2 separate regions of the Mus musculus genome follow, and region 2 is linked to region 1. The links are chromatin contacts, called in public Hi-C maps. All regions are on one chromosome and are shown on one strand. The core of a region is the stretch at or near the end of the contact, and the rest is flanking DNA. Distances in the headings are between cores, read along the strand shown. Region 1 overlaps Dlc1 (deleted in liver cancer 1). Region 2 overlaps Dlc1 (deleted in liver cancer 1).

Region 1 (6,174 bases), core at 2,389-4,888:
CAGTCGTAAATAAAACATACCTATTTTTAGAAAATGCTAGGAATGATTTATAAATTCATGGTGCTTTGTTTTATGAAAGCGGCATGCATTCTAGATTTCTGTTATTTTTCAAAAGTTAATCTAAGTGCAGCACTATAATAAAATAGAATTAAATAGAGAAAGTGTGAAGAAAAGACAAAGTATGTGGACATATAAAGTGTCACTTTCTGCATGAGCAGGTATATATAGAAACCTGAGAGCTGTATGTTTTTATGTTGAAGTTAGCCCTGTGCAATTTGACTCTGGAAATGCACGGTCGGTGGTTTTGTAGCTTTTTGTGGGCTTTGTATCAGAGTAGAGGACTCAACCTTCTGACAGAGCTTGGCAAAGGTCAGGCTGAGTGAGTCCATTCGAAATTTCTCAAATCTTCTATCAAAACTGGAAGTGCTCTCCTCCTCACCACCCCAATCATCGTCACACACGATGAGCATTAAATAGTCATTTATGCACTCTGTGCCGGGTCCCCTCGTCCAACTCAAAGAAAGCAAAGTGCCTGCAGCATTTTATGGAGTAAATAATTCATCAGAGGATTGGATAACAAAGGGAGGAAAACAGGAGGAAAACTTAGCGGACATCAGCAGCAAAGTATCTTGGAGGGAATAATGATATTCTGCTTGTCAGTGTCTGAAAAACGTTTAAACTACTGCTTTTATTCCTGCCCCAAGACAAAGCACTTAAAGACGGAGGCTTGTCTACAGTCTTGTCATCTTCCAACGGAAAAAGAGTGAGCTCTGCCTTTTACTGTGCATTACAGACCATTTTGCATTAGGCTGAACATTCCTCAACACGCTGGTGATCATTCACTTGTTTTCTTCAATCATAGGGAAAGAGTGGGATACTGCAGGTGAACGGGGCCAAATTCCTAGGATTTGCCACAGACAAGCGTCTTCCTTCCTGTATTTGTTTAAGCCTGTACTTCCTGGAGTACTGGCTCAGCAATGTGTGGAAGCAGGGCTGATGTCTGGAATCAGGGACAGGGTGAAGGCACACCCCTTCCTCGAATCCAGTGCTTCTCAGCCATCCCGGTGCTGTGACCTTTAATACCGTTCCTTATGTTGTGGTGACACTCAACCAAAAAAAAATCATCGTTGTTGCTACTTTATAATAGTAATATTGCTACGGTTATGAATTATAATGTAAATATCTGTGTTTTCAGATGGTCTTGGGTGACCCCCATGAAAGGCTCAGCAACCTTTGATGGGTTGAGAAACACTGCTCTAATCTCTGCCCAGGACTCTTTTCATCAGCTAGTCTTTGAATACTGAGAAAGAAATGGTTAGTGTAGAACACGTGAGATCAGAGTTAGCAATGGTAAGTAATTGAGAATGCAGACACATATGTGGAGCTAGGCAAGAGCTGTTTAATGGATTCACAACTATCAATGTGAGGATGGGGACACCCATTTATTCCATTTTTGATCTTCCTTTAAGATTATGCCACACGGCATCCTTTCGAAGCATTGGATAAGTAACATCCTGCTTGCATCTGTGTAAGTCATGCATGATGAAGCAGGCTCTTTCCAGTCAAGAGTCGATCCTAAAATAGTAAAAGGATCAATCTGGTGAAGGGAACTCTCATTGTGCAAAGCCTTTTCACCTGTTCAATCTTGATGACTGGCCACTTAGCAAGAAGTGTATGTATTAGCAGAATATACATGTTATGGAATAAAGAAGAAAAAAACCCACTGGAAACCATCGGGGGCAAAAGTAGCCGAGGAGCTACACAGAGGTTTCCCACATCTGCACCATGACTTGCTAGTTTTTGGTGTCTTTGAACTAAAGTATTTTTGCTGGGGTAAGTTAGGACAGAAGGATACATCACAGAGTTCCATGACTTGACCAAAAACATCTACTAATTTGCACCTACAGTTTCAAGTCTGGGACAGCATTTTGTTTCTATTTGATATTTTTGTGCCTTTGTGCAGAAACCTGGAGCATTATAAGATGTCTATTGTGCCCCATAAATGAATGACTTGGAATCACACATGAGGGAGGGAGCAATGAATAATCACAAGTCTACATAGCAAATCCAGCCACTGAAAGATGTACACTGTTTACAAAAAGTCTTCCAAAAATGTATAATATGAACAGTTATATGGGCAGATGAAATTTGCCAGACACAAAATATCTATCCACTTCATTGAAAGGAGGACATTTATGTGGTAAGCAGTTTTGTGAAGCACTGAGTCTTCTGAGAGGCCCAACTTTAAAAACAAAGTATGTAAAAATAATAACAAGCGAATATTACATGAGTTCATTATATTTTTCTATGAAATCAGAAGCCCATGAAACAAAAATCACATATTCCTGGAGGTCTTGTCTGTCTGTCCCTTGGTTCGCATTTTTTGTGTAACCCGCACTGTGTGTCATGACGTGTCATGGAATGTTCTCTGTGAAGTTTGTGTCTTACAGTTCTGAGGACTTGCTTCAGTCTGCCCAGGCTTGGCACATCAGAGTGGCAAACTCAACTGGGTCACTCCTAAAGACAAATTCTTAGTAGTTTGGAGAAAGCAAATTTGCCTGACACTGTGACCTTCTGCTATGCATGAAGTGATATAATTTGACCAGAAGATGGCAGCATTTGGAAAGGAAAAAAAATAAACAGGCAACCCATGGGAAGGGATTAAATGTATTAGAATTTCCACAAAAACAGGAATGAAGGGCAGCAACATTATTGTGAACTGTAAGACGCTTAGTTGTACAAAACACAATTTTAACAAGAAGTCAAGAAGGTTCGTTGGTAGGAAGTAGATGCACATACATCTTACAAATATCATTTTCCTGGTTTCGGGACATTTAAGAGCTATGTATTATTCTTAAAGCTATTCTAAGAGCAGCCATCTGATTTTTTGCATTTGTTTTATTTACAACAATACTGAATGTCTCTCACCATCCTGAGAGGGTAACAGAACACTCTTTTATGTGCCTGGGTTTTATAACTTTAATTTAATGTAAAAAAATGCACGGGGTAGCCGATAGGGCTAGTCTTTGCAATACTTCTTCCAAGCATACAGTGGATGGAATTACCCATAGTTCACTGTAAGTTTGTTTCCTCTGTGAAATGCAGAAACAAACTAGGAAAATAATGAAAAAAAATCACAGGCACTGAGGGGAGCAGTAATGAAAAACTGAAATAGTTTTAAGTTGTATGCTTCATGGTTTTAAATACACGCAGTCAAGATTTTCTGACTTCAAGACAATACTTGTTTCATTTATGATCTGTCTGTCTGTCTGTCTGTCTGTCTATTCATTCATTCACTTTACATCCCAATCACAGCAATTACCTTCTGCCAGCCCCCTCCTCACAAGCCCCTCCTCGTATCCCCCCTGCCTTTCACCTCTGCAAAGCAGGGAGGTCCCTCTAATGGAACCCACCTACTCTGTCACCTCAAGTCACCATAGGGCTAAATATATCTCAAAACAATATTTTAATGACAAATACTAGTAAGTATTCTGTAAGAGAATATTATAGTCAATATTCTATTATTTCAACAAGTTTTAGAGAAATGTCCTTTGCTCTAGAGTTTGAACGTACACAGTATCCATGAGGCTGCTGCCAGTGCTGCTGCTGCTAAGACTCTGTCATCTTTACCCATCTGAGCCAGCCTGACCTAATTCTCTCGCCTGCTGCTGACTTGGCCATTAGAGAGTCAGTAAGATACTTAGCATCTGGAGAGCTCCCTGCCACTTCCAGATCTGCACCCAAACTGAACCTGCCGTGAGATACCTTCCTCATCTCTGTGCATGAGATCGCCTGACCAGGATGAAAGGGACTTCACGAGCTCTCCTTAGAGCTGACAGAAATCAGACCCAACAACAGACAGGCAAGCTGGGTGTGCTAATGCACACCTCCAAGGCCAGCTTTTGGGAAGGCGAAACAGGAGACTTTACAAGTTGAAGACCAGCCTGGGGTACATTCTGGGCTGCGGTGCAAGGCTTGCTTAGCATGTGTAAGGCCTTGGGTTTGATCCCTAGTATTGCCCTTCTGTCAGTCTAGGCAAACTGATGAACAATCGGAGTTATTATTCCTGGAGCAATACTATGATCTATTTTAAACCAGCCGTCATACGTTTGTTTTATTGTATCCACATTTGGTATGTGTAACAGGGTCATGTGTAAGTCATTGCACAAACGGCGTTGAAATATTTTGACAGGTCACCTGATAAGTATGTGTTTGGACACTATTTTTAAAGAAACTTCTTTCATATTTTCTCCCTTTTCTGCAATTATAAATCACCATACATCTTTGGGATGTCTGCATTTATTTCTACTTCTGGTTATATACAGTTTTAGGAAGGCCAAAAAGACAGCACCATAACCTTGAGGTTTTAATACCCCTCCCAAGTGTCCATTGATGATAGCATTCCGGGTGCTCATATCACGCTTCAGGATAGATCTGTGTAAAATTAAAATTGTGTCCAAACCTGAAGATGAAAGGTTTAATATGGAAGTGAATTGTAGAGTGGATTAAATCATAGAATTTGAAAACATAGGTAGAGGGAATGAACCCCCCTCAAGGATATAATAGGATCCAAGAATCAGCAATAGGGTCTAGCCGAGGGGTAGAGTACTTGACTACCAGGCAGGTGGGCTTATGTTCAGTCTCTAGTGTAAACAGAACAGTTTGTGACAGAGGAAATTCAATTTTTAGTGTCACTGAATAAAACCTGGTAGTACATAGCTGCATCTGTTTGTTTATTTGGTTGTGTGTGTGTGTGTGTGTGTGTGTGTGTGTGTAGGTGTGTGTGTGCTGGAAATGTAGTTCAGTGATGGGAAGTTCAAGGTAGGGTTCATTTCTCAGTATAGGAAAGAAAAAGAGTAGTTCAGAGGATCTGGGAAAGAATGGCTTTGAAGATAGAGTGAAAATATCAAATCAAAACAAATCTTGCCCTAACAGAACGGAGTTTGTAGGGTACCAGTCCACAGTTCAAGGCTGACGGGAGGAATTTAAGAGGGAAATGATAGACAAGGAAAGCCCAGTGAATGGTGAGTGCCCCTTGCAGTGGAAGGAACACAGGGCCATTTTTGGTCTGAGCCATAGGTGGTAAATGAGCCAAAGGAAGGAAATCTATTGATCCCAGTTGGAGTCTGGGATCTGGCAGGATCGCAGATGTTGAGCATTTGTTGTGGACCACAGTTGGATCACAGGAGACAGTGATCTAGCCACAAAAACTAAACAGAACTATGGCCAGACCTCAGAGAGGAGATGCTAAGAGTCTTATATAGTCCTTGTGGCTGTACTAGAAGTAAGTGGCCTGCAAACACGCAGCTACAAAGGCCACATGAAGAGAACTACAAATGAGGTCACTAGTGTCACCCCTAATTGCCCCAGGCATAGATGCCCTGCTTAGTCACCCTCAACATTGCCTAGAACTGGTTTGCTTGACCAGTAAGCACAAGTGGACAATATGGCTTTCAAAGCTAATGCATTAAAGCCTCCACAGTACCTGATTGGTCTCGCTAAGGTTGCTTGCTCTTGTAGGAGGGGAATGCTAGGTCTGATGGACATTCACCTGCCTTACAGAGAGGAACACGTGGTACCCGAGTCAGCCATTTTGGAAATGGATGCTCTATGTCAGTGGCTCTCAACCTTCCTAATGCTGCAACACTTTAATACAGTTCAGCATATTGTAGTGGCCCCAATAAAATTATTTTCATTGCTATTTTATAACTGTAATTTTGCTACTGTTATGAATTCAATGGTAATGCAAATATCTGTTTTCTGATAGTCTTAGGTGACCCCTGTGACCTTTCCCAAATGGGGTCATAGGTTAAGAGCTACTGCTCTAGATAACCTGGGACCTGGTTGCAACCTCCTGAGGGATCCTACCCTAGAATTAACTGTCTGAACAATCTGCTCTCATTTCTCAATCTGCAAACCACCACGACAAAGAGATGGATAATGCTCCTCTAAGCCAACAAATTAATTGTAAAGATTTGTAAGATTGCTATATATTCAAAGCAGACTTCATTACCAGGAATTCAGTGCCTTGTTAAGACACCAAACAAAATAAAGTCTTAACAGGTGACAAAATGTGAGAGAACCTGTCCACTGGAGGCAGGTGGATGCTGATGGACCAGAGGAGGGTGCCAGTACCCAGGGAAACAGTGTGATGGGTACCATTAGTGTTTGCTA
Region 2 (6,174 bases), core at 2,434-4,933, 92 kb after region 1:
CAAACACTGTGGACATCTGAGAGAAAGTACTTTGTAAGTTCTAAGTAGAGAGAAAAAATATTTAGATAAAAGTTTATGTTCATTGTAGAGGGGAAATGCAGGTAAATTGAATTTAAGGAAAAAGTCATACATTAGAAGAGAGTGACTTTTTATTATTAAACTACAAACCAGAAGAAGCTCAGGGAAACAAATACTATATTAGATGATATTTTCAATTAAAAAAATGTTTTGCTAACATATACCTGAAATACAGCGAAATCTTCAAGGCTATCTTTTTCCCCCCTCCTACACACAAAATGAACAGTTGTATAAAATAGGGGGATAAAACATTTTCTTTCATCATTCAAAGAAAAAAAACCTTAATATTAGGTTTGTGTTACATTTTTATGTGGGCCAATTCTTTCTGATGCCTTTTAAATTATAGCTTTTCTATAATAATTTGCAACTCAGCATCTTCTGTGTGGGGCCAGCAGCTTTGCATTGGTAGCAGGGCACACCATTAACGCTCTAAATTACAGCTCCTTGACCTTGTCAACACAGGCTCATTATTCCGATTAAAGTGTAGTGGAGGGATACTTAAAGTTCCTTCCATTTGTGACATTTCTAGGAAAATGAAAAGAAAATTCTCTTTCACTTCATATATGTCAGGAGGAGGATGCTGACACTGGCCTAGTCAAAGAGGCTACTGCTTAATGGGTAAATTGTACATGGAAAATACATTAAATAGTACATCATTTACAACAAAATGGAGTCAAAGCACAAGGAGTATCTTTAAGGCAAGGGGAGAAAATTAAAAGCCCACTGACATAATGGCAAGCACGTGTTGTGAGAATAACTGCTGTGTACACAAGAGCTAGGTCTTGTTTGTCTAAATGTAGGTGTTGGTCAGCCATACTGATTCAATCTTCCACTTCCTGTGTTAGGGAAAGTGTCCCTAGGCCCTCAAAGGTGAGCATGCTTCCTGGTTTTTGTTTTTGCTTTTTGTTTTTGTACTTCTGTGGAAAACAGGAAAGCAGACCACATTCAGCCCTCTTACTAACATCCTTATGGAAGTCACAACTTCATTCATATTTTGTCAACTCTTCTACCACAAGTTTTGAAAAAGAATTTTGTTTTTGCAAGGAGCCAAATGTGAAGTCTCAGATCATAACTGCTTGTTACACATATGGACTATAAACTTATCATAAATCACAAACGTCCCACTTGCTATAGGTCTCTAATGAGAGAAGATATAAGTTAAGTCATTGCATTCTACTTTCTGAACATAGAAGTCATCTGCCAGTGTTCACAACCGGCATCGAGCCCATGGGATTTCAAATCCTATCTGCTGCACAAAGAGTTATCCATCACAAGTACACAGCATACACAGAGCCGATAGGAACCCATGCTCTGTTCTTAATTTAAAATGTCTTATTTACACTAAGAAGGGAATTGTAATTTTACATTTCTCGTCTGTTCCACTCTTATTAACATACCCTTGGGTGGCCTCCTCCCAGTGATTTTAAAGAAAATGTCCCATTATGCGTTTTTCTCTTGGCTTTTAGCTGTTGCACTTTGATAGACTTTTAAATTACAGGTTTAAACCACTCCCTTGGTTAGAGTAAGCAATCATATTTCCAATGTGACTCTTAGGGGTCCAGGAGAGTGTGAAATCTGGCAGGAACGGCTACCTCGGCATCCAGTTTTGTGGTTAGTATATCTACTGACCACATCCAATCATCAAGCCAGTTTTCATGATCTGCATTTACTGTTCTGCTTATAATCAATTACTATTGAATCGCTAGTGTGCAAACTAATGGGAATGTAATGCCAGCACCACTTTAGTGTTCATTGCTATACAGATACCTAGATTTGCTTGTTATTTATTTTAAGTGAATTTCAAAAATACTTAGTTCAAAACAGATCTAACTTGGAAAAGAAGAAGCTGATTTGCTTCAGGTCAAGTCTTGGGTATCTAGTCTCACCAGCCTCTATTTTTTCATAATACTGTAAAATAGCTGAAAAGCAAAACCCTTATTATTTAAAAGTGTTTGTTCATTCAATGACTTCACGGTTTCAGTGAAACATTTGATTGTTTCCTGAGACTTTATGTCTGTGGTTTTTATAATATTGATTTCCATGAGAACAGTTAAAATAGCCCAGAGACAGCCTTATCCCCCAGTCCTACAAGTACAAAATCCAGGGTGCATACTTCAAAGCTCAAGTAAGGCACAATGAAAAGAAATCCCCCATTTGGAATGGGACCCTTACCTAATACTGTTCAACAGACATGTTTATGATTTATATCTTGCATTATGCTGAACCATGGAATTAGTACACTGATGTTTCAGTGCATAATATTGCATGTGGTTCCAATATTGGTTCTATTGACTATTGCAGTATAATATATGGCTGAAGTTACTTATTTACTCATTATATTGCCATAAACAAGGCATAAACTCCTTTATGTTAAGAGCATCTATAAGTCTGGCAAAAATATAAAAGTCATGGGAAAGAGGAGGTACTTAGTAAAAGCTCAATTGACCAATGCCAATAGGTGAAGGGAATAATGATAAAGCTATATAGCTAATGTCGATCATGTGGATGGTCTACATTTGTTCTCTCAAATGATTTCCCCCCTTCAGTTATTCCCAGACATTTCAGCTTACTGTCAAATCTGTAACTAGGTCAATTTAGTAAAGCAATAAAAACGATCACTGTGTATACTAATGATAATTATAGGCACATGGTGTTCACTCTCTGTCAGGCTCTGTCTTGATGACATGTCTATTCATATATGTGAGCACAGATGCTCTTCTCAGTAACAGAGCGACACTATATTATACGTATGAAAAAGCTGAAGCAGAGAGATTAAAATGATATGCCACATCACCAAGTTGTAAGTGAGAGAAACCCAGGCAGCTTGGCCTCAGCATCTGCTGGCTTAACTCCTGTCTTCCACATCTGGCACTGGAGCAAGGAAGCTGCTGAATCTTCCCATGGACCATGTGGTCCTCCAGAATTTTCTGGATGTGCTGCTATACATAGATGGTGCAAACTCAGGCTACATTAGCATTTGGCTGACTGCAAGCCATAATAATTTTGCAAAATCTTCATTCATTTGACAGCCAGATTTTTGCCTCATTTTTTTCAATGAAAAATTATTCTAGCTCTACGCTTTGTACCTATTCAATCACAATTTATGGCTCTTTTAATGTTCCTAAGAATCTCATAAAGGAAAGACAATTGTCCCTAAATTCAGAGACATGTATAAATCACAGAGTTTGAATCACATCCCTGATTTAGGTTGGACTCATTCCCTTATCATGGCTTACTTTCTTGGCAAGAAAAATCCAGCTCAGACTAAGCTATTCATTTTCTAGAGCAAATAGCAACGCTAATTCAACATTTCTAAAATCTCTCGGCTAATTTTCAATGCATATAAAATGCAATAAACCCCTCTGAAGTTTTCACTAGCTTAAGAAATGGAACCTGAAATCCAAGAGGTCCATCAATCACTTGTTTTGTTCCTAAGCCGATATAAAACTGGAACAGGAAGAGAAAGAGCAAAGATGCACGCTTTCTATTTGTTTAGTTAATTCTAATGATTCCTAAGAAAATTCCCGAGAATTCTCTGTCCACAGAAAGGGACAGAGATGTTGTGGGCAGCGAAGGGTGTGGTTCTTTCTAGGAACAAAGCCAGAAGACAAGCAGATCCTCTTGGCACCATTGTGTCTGGTGCCCAGATAACAGTGGCAGGGTTCTGCTACATGGGTTATGCAAGATCTTTATCAACTCCTGTGAATATTGCCATTCCCCCCCCCAACCCCCCAGGGAGGCAGCTAAAAGATCTGGTGGTTTTCTTTGGTATTAGAAGATTAAATAATTAGTCTTGGTTTATAGTAACAGAAATCTATGAGGAGGAAACACAGTCAACATCTCTATTACCATCATCTGTATTGTGGAGTTGGCTCTCAAGCAACCATTCATTCCCTGAAATAACACCATACAAGTGTTTTAATTCTCACTCCAATAAAAGCTGATGCCCAATAAAAGTGAACTTATTAACGATAGCATTAATAAAGAGCACAAGCTGGCAGATTGGCCCACTCATTAGATCAGAGGCCTATAACACATTATAACTAGTTTTTTTTGGAGACTACTCAGAAGTAGAAACTCTTAGATCTAATTGCTTCCTTTCAGAATGTATAGGTATATCTATGTGTGCATAGACATTTATATATAACATTTTCCCTCAGTGACGTCTGGCAGCAAAGCTTTCACTGTCTGTGGTATTCTCCATAGGTATTACAGAGAAACTTACTGGGGTCTGAAATGTTCTAAACACATTGCCCTTCCTCTTTCTATACTTTCCCTGCCATTCTCATCACGCCCACCCTTCTTTCTCTTCATATTCCCCTCTGTCCACCTCCTCTTCCTCTTTCTTATTACACTTTCCACCATTCAGGGACAGCCTTGTATGCTAGCAAGCAGAAGACCTGCTTGGCTTTTACACAGGGATTTAGGAGATGTGAGGGCCTCTGCTGTGTGGCTGCTGCTGCTGTTCCCAGTATCTACATCCTTCTGTACCATCCCTAGCTTCCTCAAAGTGACATTAGCTGGAAACAATGTGGAATTCCTAGCTTAGTGACCTCACAACCAGCTTAACTGTGTGCTTCACTTTCAGCATATGTCTTAATTAACTAAAAATATAGCCATGAATTTTTGTGGTAATATATTGCTAAAATTACACACACACACACATACACACACACACACACACACACACACACACATACACACACATATGCTAAAGTCAATGTTAATGGATTTTCTATCACTTTGCATTTCTATCCTATTCACTCCTCCCCAGAGGCAAGCAATCATATTCTAAATACTATTTCTTACAGTAGTCATGTGATTAATGGATTCTGATCGATCATTAACTTTTCAACTTGAGATGTACTTAGAACCAGGTCTTACATTATTTCTTTCTTTCCCTGATTCCCTCATGCCTTGTTGCAGGAAGGAGACTGTAGTATAAAGCGTAGACGATTTGGTCAATGATTTGCTACATGTGACTTAACTCTTCCTATTCTGTTGTTCATTCCGGTAATTATTTAGGGCTTTGATACAAGATCTTGATGTGTAGTCTCCTGAGGTTGGCTTCAAAAGTGTAACCTATGACCATCCTGCCTCAGTCTCCCAAGGACTACCACAGAAGACATGTGACACAGGGTCTGGCTGTGTGATTTAATTTCTTCAGACTTTTTGTTGTGTGGGCATTTCAATGATAATATCATTTTTCTGAAAAATCATTATAACCATAAGAAATTTACCTGATCTAACATTTATGAGCAGGTACTAAGAACTCGGTAGATACTACAAACGTAAGCTTGAGTACCTGCCTCAAGTGAACTTATTCTGGGATAAGCAATGGTGAATTAGAAAATTCAGTGAATTCGTCCATTATATGTTATTATGCAAAAATATAAGAAGGATATATATATATATATGTATATGTATATATATATATATATATGTTAAAAAAGAATCACTATATGGTTGTGAAGACAAGGGAACAACTAACTCCAGCAAAAATTTGAAATTAGGGGCTGTTTCTTCATTCAAAAAGATTCTACTATCAGATGATCAGTTCCAAAAACATATACACAAGTAACATAGAAATTGAGCAAGTTGTACTGTGTATTTAGGAAAATACATGTGGCACACGTATATTTATGTGACAACAATCAATGGAACAAGAGACCATGAGTTTGAAAGGTAGCAAGAGGAGAGGGTATATGGGAGAAATGTGAAGGAAGGGGGAAAAGGAGTAAATGCTATAATTACATCACAATATACAACTGTTTTAAAGGACTCCAAGGTATTTGAGTGTGTCGAGTGTGAGTTTACCAGGGTCTTATGCTTAGCATGAGAGAGATGCAGCCTATGAGGACTGGCTGTGGGCATCAGAGGACCTGGTGTAGAATGACATGCTATTTCTCTCTCTGTCTCTGTCTCTGTCTCTGTCTCTGTCTCTGTCTCTGTCTCTGTCTCTGTCTCTGTCTCTGTCTCTCTCTGTCTCTGTCTCTGTCTCTGTCTCTGTCTCTCTCTCCCCCCCCCCTCTCCTCTGTCATTAGTGGGATCAGCTTCATGTTCTTGTTTCCTTGGTAAGCTTCTGCTGGTGATCAG

The links. Hi-C and Micro-C count contacts between places; a contact is called where the count stands out from the background.
Region 2: a contact with region 1 is called in a Hi-C map of the N1E-115 cell line, with 2.6 times the contacts expected there. The contact joins two enhancer-like sites. A contact is called at or near these places in 8 of 39 promoter capture datasets (cranial neural crest, embryonic stem cells, frontonasal cranial neural crest and 5 more), 4 of 484 Hi-C or Micro-C datasets (the N1E-115 cell line, embryonic fibroblasts and nephron progenitors) and 3 of 115 datasets of contacts at active chromatin or transcription factors (embryonic fibroblasts, embryonic stem cells and fibro-adipogenic progenitors).

The regions. Positions count from the first base shown.
Region 1 is chr8:36,829,468-36,835,641 of GRCm38.p6, forward strand. The region is part of intron 4 of Dlc1 (deleted in liver cancer 1); the gene reads right to left. Among named protein-coding and RNA genes, the nearest start is that of Dlc1, 120 kb to the right of the region's middle. Within about 2 kb of position 3,639, at least 16 of the 459 cell types and tissues checked have an H3K27ac peak or open chromatin away from gene starts, as enhancers often do. A contact at or near this core is called in the N1E-115 cell line, where this site is marked.
Region 2 is chr8:36,921,683-36,927,856 of GRCm38.p6, forward strand. The region is part of intron 2 of Dlc1 (deleted in liver cancer 1); the gene reads right to left. Among named protein-coding and RNA genes, the nearest start is that of Dlc1, 28 kb to the right of the region's middle. Within about 2 kb of position 3,684, at least 15 of the 459 cell types and tissues checked have an H3K27ac peak or open chromatin away from gene starts, as enhancers often do. A contact at or near this core is called in the N1E-115 cell line, where this site is marked.